Linked DNA regions of Canis lupus: region 1 is linked to region 2. The links are chromatin contacts, called in public Hi-C maps. All regions are on one chromosome and are shown on one strand. Each heading gives the region's core, a stretch centred on a gene start, on an enhancer-like site or on the middle of the called end of the contact. The rest is flanking DNA. Distances are from core to core; before and after follow the strand shown.

The links. A called contact is a pair of places that touch in the nucleus more often than the background predicts.
Region 1: a contact with region 2 is called in a Hi-C map of amygdala, with 2.5 times the contacts expected there. The contact joins the promoter of SMIM29 here to the enhancer-like site in region 2. A contact is called at or near these places in 3 of 9 Hi-C or Micro-C datasets (amygdala and blood).

Annotation. Positions count from the first base shown.
Region 1 is chr12:3,718,263-3,721,653 of UU_Cfam_GSD_1.0, reverse strand. SMIM29 (small integral membrane protein 29) reads left to right here and starts at 1,946. Exons shown (of 5, transcript XM_038553783.1): 1 at 1,946-2,099; 2 at 3,174-3,357. The coding sequence starts at 3,247.
Region 2 is chr12:3,674,375-3,677,925 of UU_Cfam_GSD_1.0, reverse strand. No RefSeq gene overlaps it. Among named protein-coding and RNA genes, the nearest start is that of HMGA1, 31 kb to the left of the region's middle. Within about 2 kb of position 1,740, at least 8 of the 20 cell types and tissues checked have an H3K27ac peak or open chromatin away from gene starts, as enhancers often do.

The DNA of each region.
Region 1 (3,391 bases), core at 697-3,196, 44 kb before region 2:
GGGGATGAGGACAGAGGTCATGTGTGTGGGCAGCCAGGGGGTTCTAAAACCAGTCTTTTGATCCTAACCTCTTGCAAGGTGAGGCAGGCCCTGCCTGGGGATGTGGCCTCCTCCCTCTGCCCTCAGCTCTGATAGAAGCCTGCGATGAGTGGTCTTCTTACTCTTCAGACTCAAAAGCCAGAGAACACCAAGGAATCCACCTGGAGCCTCCAGACCCAAGCATTTCTGTCATTCCTTTCCCCTTATCTCTGATTTCCTACCAGTCAGATGATGGTGTCTGAAGGCAAGAGGCCAGAGTTCCCAACTGCTCTCTGGTTCTAGATTGGGTCATCTCTGCATCAGACTTGCCCTGATCAACCTTCTTTGGAAAGGCCTGAGGAAACAGGCCAGACCAGACCAAATGGCTCAACCATGTCCGTGCCACTGGCTGTCTCTGGCAAGAATAAGGGGATCCAGTTAATCCCTCCATCTCCAGTAGCATCCAAGGACCCTGGAGGGCCTCAGCCTGGCTCAGCTCCCACAACTTTTATGTGGCTTTCATCCACTGCCAGCTGGAGTTTTCCTAACCGTGTGTGGATTGGGAAGAGAGGTTGGGAAGGTGTAGTACAAAGCTACACACGTACTTGAGGTAACATACGAGTGGAAGAAACAAGAGAGTTGGGAAGCCTGGGTGGCTCAGCGGTTAAGTGTCTGTCTTCGGCTGAGGTCGTGATCCTGGGGTCCCAGGATCGAGCCCCGCATGGGGCTCCCTGCGTGGAGCCTGCTTCTCCCTCTGCTGTGTCTCTGCCTGTCTCTAATGAATAAATAAATAAAATCTGAAAGAAAGAAAGAAAGAAAGAAAGAAAGAAAGAAAGAAAGAAAGAAAGAAAGAAAGAAAGAAAGAAAGAAGAAAGAAAGAAAAGAAAGAAAGAAAGAACGAACAAGAGAGATCCCTTGTATCCTTTGCCTAGCTTCCCTTTGCACAACTATACCAGAATATCACAGCCAGGGTGCTGACATCGGTAAGAATCCATCAATCCATCTCCAGTGTGTGGCATTAATGATCGCGCCAGTAAAGCTTCCGAATTTACCCACTTCTCAAGTTGCTGGTGACCCCGGGCGGGGACTGCACCCTGCTGTTGCACGTGGTGACCGGGCGGGGACTGCACCCTGCTGTTGCACGTGGTGACCCCGGGCGGGGACTGCACCCTGCTGTTGCACGTGGTGACCCCGGGCGGGGACTGCACCCTGCTGTTGCACGTGGTGACCCCGGGCGGGGACTGCACCCTGCTGTTGCACGTGGTGACCCCGGGCGGGGACTGCACCCTGCTGTTGCACGTGGTGACCCCGGGCGGGGACTGCACCCTGCTGTTGCACGTGGTGACCCCGGGCGGGGACTGCTCCCTGCTGTTGCACGTGCGCCGTCAAAACCGACGGAGGTTCGCGGGGGATCTAACAGGGCACGGTATGTGCCAGACTCCTTATCCGGGGCATCGTGTGATCCTCACAAGGGCCCGTGTGGCAGACGTTAGGACCCAGGCGCAGAAAAGGCTGGAGGCCAAGCGCGGGCCAGGTCCCACGGCCAGGCAGGGGCGAAGCCGGGCTGCCTGTTCCATGTGCCTCCGAGCACAGCGCAGAGGGCACCCTGGGCACCAGGAACACTCGCGGAGTCCTTGCGGGCCCCGGGCAGGGGAGAGCAGCCCGCGCCTGACCTAAGCTCGGGAGCCGCTTGGCGGGACACCCGGGCTGCACCCAGAAGGACGAGGAAGCCCGACGCAGGGACCACGGCCGCCTCGCGGGCCGCGCTCGCCGGGCTCCGCCCCGGGGGACGCCGGGAAGCCGCCCCAGCCCCGCCCCCACCCCGCGCGCTCTCCTCCCCCCGCTGCGCGGCGCTCGGCTGCCCCCTGCCGCCGGGGGGTGGGCCCTGCAGCCTGGGCCCTCGCCTCCGGATTGGCCGCTCCAGAAGCCTCCGGGCCGTCCGCCTTCCGCCACCGGATTGGCTGCGTCCCGGCGCTGAGGCCCCGCCCATTTCCCCGGGTCCTTTGATCACGCGCCTGCCGGCTCTTCCGGGGCCTGGGAGCAAGGCGAGGGCGTTCCTGTCCGGGCTGCGGCGGCGGGAGGTAAGGCACGATCGGGTGGGCCGGGCTGCAGAGCGCCGGCGCGGGGCCGCATCCCGGGGGGCCGGATTCCGGGAGGCCCGGGCCCTCTGCGCAACCCCCAAACCTCCCTCCCTCGGCCGAGTCGCCCAGCGCCGTGGGAACGACCTCCCACTCGCCGATGCTGGTCCGCATCCTCGGAGCGGCCCGACACCCGCCCCACCTCGGCATGTCCCCTCGACCATGGGACGGTGTGCATGCGACTGTGCAAGCTCGCTGCCCCCACGGACACCGGGACAGGTAGTTCATACCTCGCCGTCCAGTGGAGACCCAGGCGAAGCGGGGTCGGGGACTTGGGGTCTGCGTGAGGAGCCCATGGACCATCTCCTTGCATCTCTCGACGGGAACTGACCCTCTCACCTCCGCCTGGCAGCCCAGGCTAAGAGGGGAGGGACCTGGGCGGAGCCCCGGGTGGGGACCAGAGGGAGGTGACATCACCTCGCAGATACAATCCAGCCCTGCCCACCCGTGTCCACCCTGGCACGAGACCAGTAGGGGAGAGGCTGTCCCGGCTGTGTGTCTGCAGGAACGCCAGGGACCAGCCCGGCCTAGGGAGGGCCTATTGCCTAAAGTGTGGGGATTGGGCGAGACTGAGGCAGGCTCCTCCAGATGCTCCTGCCTCACCCCCGCGGCCCCCCAGTGCAGGACCCTCATGCTTTTTGTCAGATCTTTCCTTTTGCTCCAGTGGATAGGTGCTGGCAGCCCAGTGTCCGGAGGGGTTGCTACAGAAGCCCAGATCATGTATCTAAGCTTTTCTTGGTTCAGATGTGCAGATGTCTGGCCAGCACCTGACTGGGGCCTCACCCTGATTTGGGGGGATAGGGGCTGGGCAGGACTCTGGGCCTCCCCTTGGTGTCTTCTACATTCAGGGTATCCAGTGAGTCACTCACTGTAAGGTTAAACCCAGCACACTGACTTGGAGGATACCTCGTCCCAGTGCCCGACCCAAGTTTTGATACATCACCAGCTCCTGGGGAGGGATCCAGAGCTTGGCTGTCACTCTGGGTGAAATTGATAACCTCCCTTCCTCCTCCCCAGGGAGCCCAGTGGAGGCGCCCTCCCGAGGCTCAACTGCCCATGCTGACTACCCAGCCCTCCGGCTGCCGAGGTCATGAGTAACACTACAGTGCCCAATGCCCCTCAGGCCAACAGTGACTCCATGGTGGGCTACGTGCTGGGGCCTTTCTTCCTCATCACCCTGGTCGGGGTGGTGGTGGCTGTGGTAAGGAGTCCCCTCATAGGCACATAAACACCCA
Region 2 (3,551 bases), core at 491-2,990:
CCCCCCTAGCTTATCAGCTCCGCCTCCGTGCGGACACTTTCCTGCTCATGGCTGTGCCCCACGTCCCTGCACAGTACTTGGCACCCACTAGGGCTTCACTAAGCATCTGGGGAACGTATGTAGGTGAAGAACCTGGTGCAGAGTATAGAGTCAAAAAGGGTAGCTCCACTCTTTGCGGTGGCTTGTTTTTTAATCTATTATTTTATTTTATTTTTTAAAAAAGATTTTATTTATTTTTTCATGAGAGACACAGAGAGAGAAGCAGAGACATGGCAGAGAGAGAAGCAGGCTCCCTGAGGGGAGCCCGATGTGGGACTCGATCCCAGGACTCCAGGATCACACCCTGAGCCCAAGACAGACACTCAACTGCTGAGCCACCCAGGCGCCCCTCATGTTTAGAGGCTGAAGGGTTACAAATGTTTGAATGCCACCACATTTAGCATCAGGAAAATGCTGCCTGAATTTTGAAGCATGAGTTTTATTTTGCCCAGAGGGTCATTCCTGGAGGGCTGCAGTTACATCTCATTCAACTCTGGATTCCCTTGAACCCCAGCAGAGGGCCTGGCATAAAATAGGAGTCCATGAATATCCAATAAGCAGAGTTTGTTTATTTATTTATTCATTTATTTAAGTAATCTCCATAGCCAACGTGGAGCTCAAACTCACAGCTCTGAAATAAAAAGTCACACGCTCCTCCTGCTGAGCCAGCCAGGCGCCCTCCGATAAGCTGACTTTGCTGAACACTCGCCCTACACCGGGAATATTCTTTCATGGATATGGTTTCTTTAAAAAAAAAATTAATTAATTTTTAACTTTTTAATATTCATGGGTATGGTTTCTAAAAGTTACAACCTCCCAAGGTGGGTATGAGTGCTCTCATTTTACAGATGAGGACAGTGAGACCCAGAGAGGTTAGATGACTTGCCCAAGATCACACAGCCAGTAAATGCAGAGGGAGCTTTATTCCAGGTCTGCATGGGCTCCAAAGCCCGGGTTCTTTCCAGGCCTTGTGATTACGTCCCCTACAGGGCCTGTGGGCCTCGATGAAAGAGACTGCAGTTCAGGGGTGGGACTGGGTGGGGGTGGGAGCCTGGCCTTGGGACCCAGCTTCCTCAGGCTGTAGGAGCCTGGGCTTCGGGGTCTGACAAGCGCTGTGTGCCTGGGATGACTCTGACCCAGCACAGTGGTCAGCACCCTTGGCCGCGAGGTGGCAGGTGCAGATGTGAGCTCCGCCAGCGAGAGCTGTGCAGCCTGGGAAGCGGATGGAGTCTCGCCGGGTGGTGGGGAAGGGTCAGCGCTAGCAGCAGCCCGGCAGAGCCTGGAAACACTAGGCTGGCCAGAGCCAGGCGCAGCAGAGCTGGGCGCAGGCGGTGCCCTGCCCCAAGGTCTCCTACTCCCGTGCTCTCTCTTTACGATGCAGGAGGAGCAAGGCTCCCGCGAGGGCTCCCGCAGGGAAGGTGGGCTGCACACCTGACGCGGCACCTCCAGGGTGTCGCTGGTGCAGTCCAGCCTCCAGGTGGCCCTGGACCGAAGCGGTCCCTAAGCTCCTTCCACGACGACGTCCCGGCGGCCGCTCGGCTTCCCCCTTCCCCTCCCCAGCCCGCCGGGCTGCTCGGGGAACTAGGGCCCGGGGGCGGGCGGCGGGCGGAGGGGCCGGGCCCGTGGGAGAGAGGAGGAGCGAGGAGCCTGGATGCTGGGTTTGGGCGCCTCCCGCGGTTTCCTGGCGCCACCTCGTGGCCGTGCTCGGCGTTGCCGCGCCTGCTCTCGGGCTGCGGGCGCGGGGCGCTCGGCTGGGGTTGGGCCGACGTGAGCTCTAGGGCGGTGACCTTGCGACGACCCCCCCGCCCCGCCTCTCTTCCTGTCCTTCGAGGTAAAACCGAGGCTCCGAGGGCCCCCGAGACCTGTGGCGGTCTAGCCCCAGGAGGAGAAAAACACCCCAGTACCCACATCATGGCTCTCTTGATCATAAATCGAATCCCGGGACGCCCGGGTAGCTCATGGGCTCCTGCCTGCGGCTCGGGTCGTGATCCGGGCCCGGCTCGCTGGGGGTCCAGTCCCGGGCCCCACCCCCTCCCCGCGTCGCGCTCCCTGCGAGGAGCCTGCTTCTCCCTCTGCCTGCGTCTCTCTCTGTGTCATCAAGAATAGATGAATAAAATCTTTAAAATAAATAAATCATGACCGAGGGGAGTAGTGGCCGAGGGGAGATGTGGAGAGCTGGGGTCACAGCCCAGGACGGACCCCGCGGTGCGGCCCGGAAATGGAGACCAGCCGCCTGGGCCAGCCCTGCCCACCTGCGGGGCTTCCAGCTTCAGGGCGGCTCGAGGCCGAGGCCGGGCAGCGGAGGGCAGCGAGGGCAGCGGTGCCGACCCTGGGCCCCGCAGGACTCTCGCCGGCAGTGGCCAGGGCAGTCCAGGGATGACCCTCGGGAGCACGTGTCCCCCTGCGGGCCTGCCCTAATGGCCCCCCGGGCCCGGGGCTCAGTCGGCCAGCTCAGCTGGCTGGCTCGGCTCCTTGCAACCTCCGGCCTCAAACTTTGCATTTCACTTGTATTCCTTTGCTTCTCTGACTTCATGACTTCTGGGCACACTCTTCTCTCCACTCTATTTTCTTCCTCAATCAAAAGAAAATCTTAGGAAATTTTATAAGGCAGGACTTGCCTATAAATGAATGAAAAGGGTAGTCAATGAACACACTGGGTGGAAGCCGCAGAAGGGCTGTCTGTTACTGTTGGGTGAAGGCTGCCAGGGGTCATCTGAACAGAGCCTCTGGTCCCGGGCTGCCTTCAGCTTTCCGGAGAGGGGACTGGAGCCCCCTCTGGAGAAGTCTGTAAACTTATGAGTAAGTCCTGAAAACTTGGTGCTCCCTGCAGCTCTATGGCAAGGCCTGTGGCTGGGGGTCCAGCAGGACTGTACAGGGGGGAGCAGGTTCCTCAGAATTTCTGCTTCTCAGTTATCAGCTGTCAAAGCATGAGGGTCCCCAGTGGACAGAGGTGGCTGGACCTGGGGGGCACAAGAGGAACGTCATCAACAAGTGATTGAGAGCGGATAGGAGCTCGGCCAGGCTGCCCTTTCCCGTACAACATATCTTTCTTTCTCTTTCTTTCTTTCTTTCTTTCTTTCTTTCTTTCTTTCTTTCTTTCTTTCTTTCTTTCTTTCTTTCTTTCCTTCCTTCCTTCCTTCCTTCCTTCCTTCCTTCCTTCCTTCCTTCCTTCCTTCCTCACTTGACGAGCACAAGCATGGAGAGCAGCAGGCAGAGGGAGAGAGAGAAGTAGGCTCCTCACTGAGCAGGGAGCCTGATGTGGGGCTTGATCCCAGGACCCTGGGATCATGACCTGAGCCAAAGGCAGATGCCCAACCGACTAAGCCACACAGGTGCCCCCATACATCCTGTTTTTTATAATCAGCCCTCATTATTTTATCTAGGGGAGTATAGACTATATTTTATTTATTTTAAAAGACAGGGCAGCCCAGGTGGCTCAGTGGTTTAGTGCTGCCTTCAGCCCAGGGCATGATCCTGGGGACCCGGGATCGAGTCCCACATCAGGCTCCCTA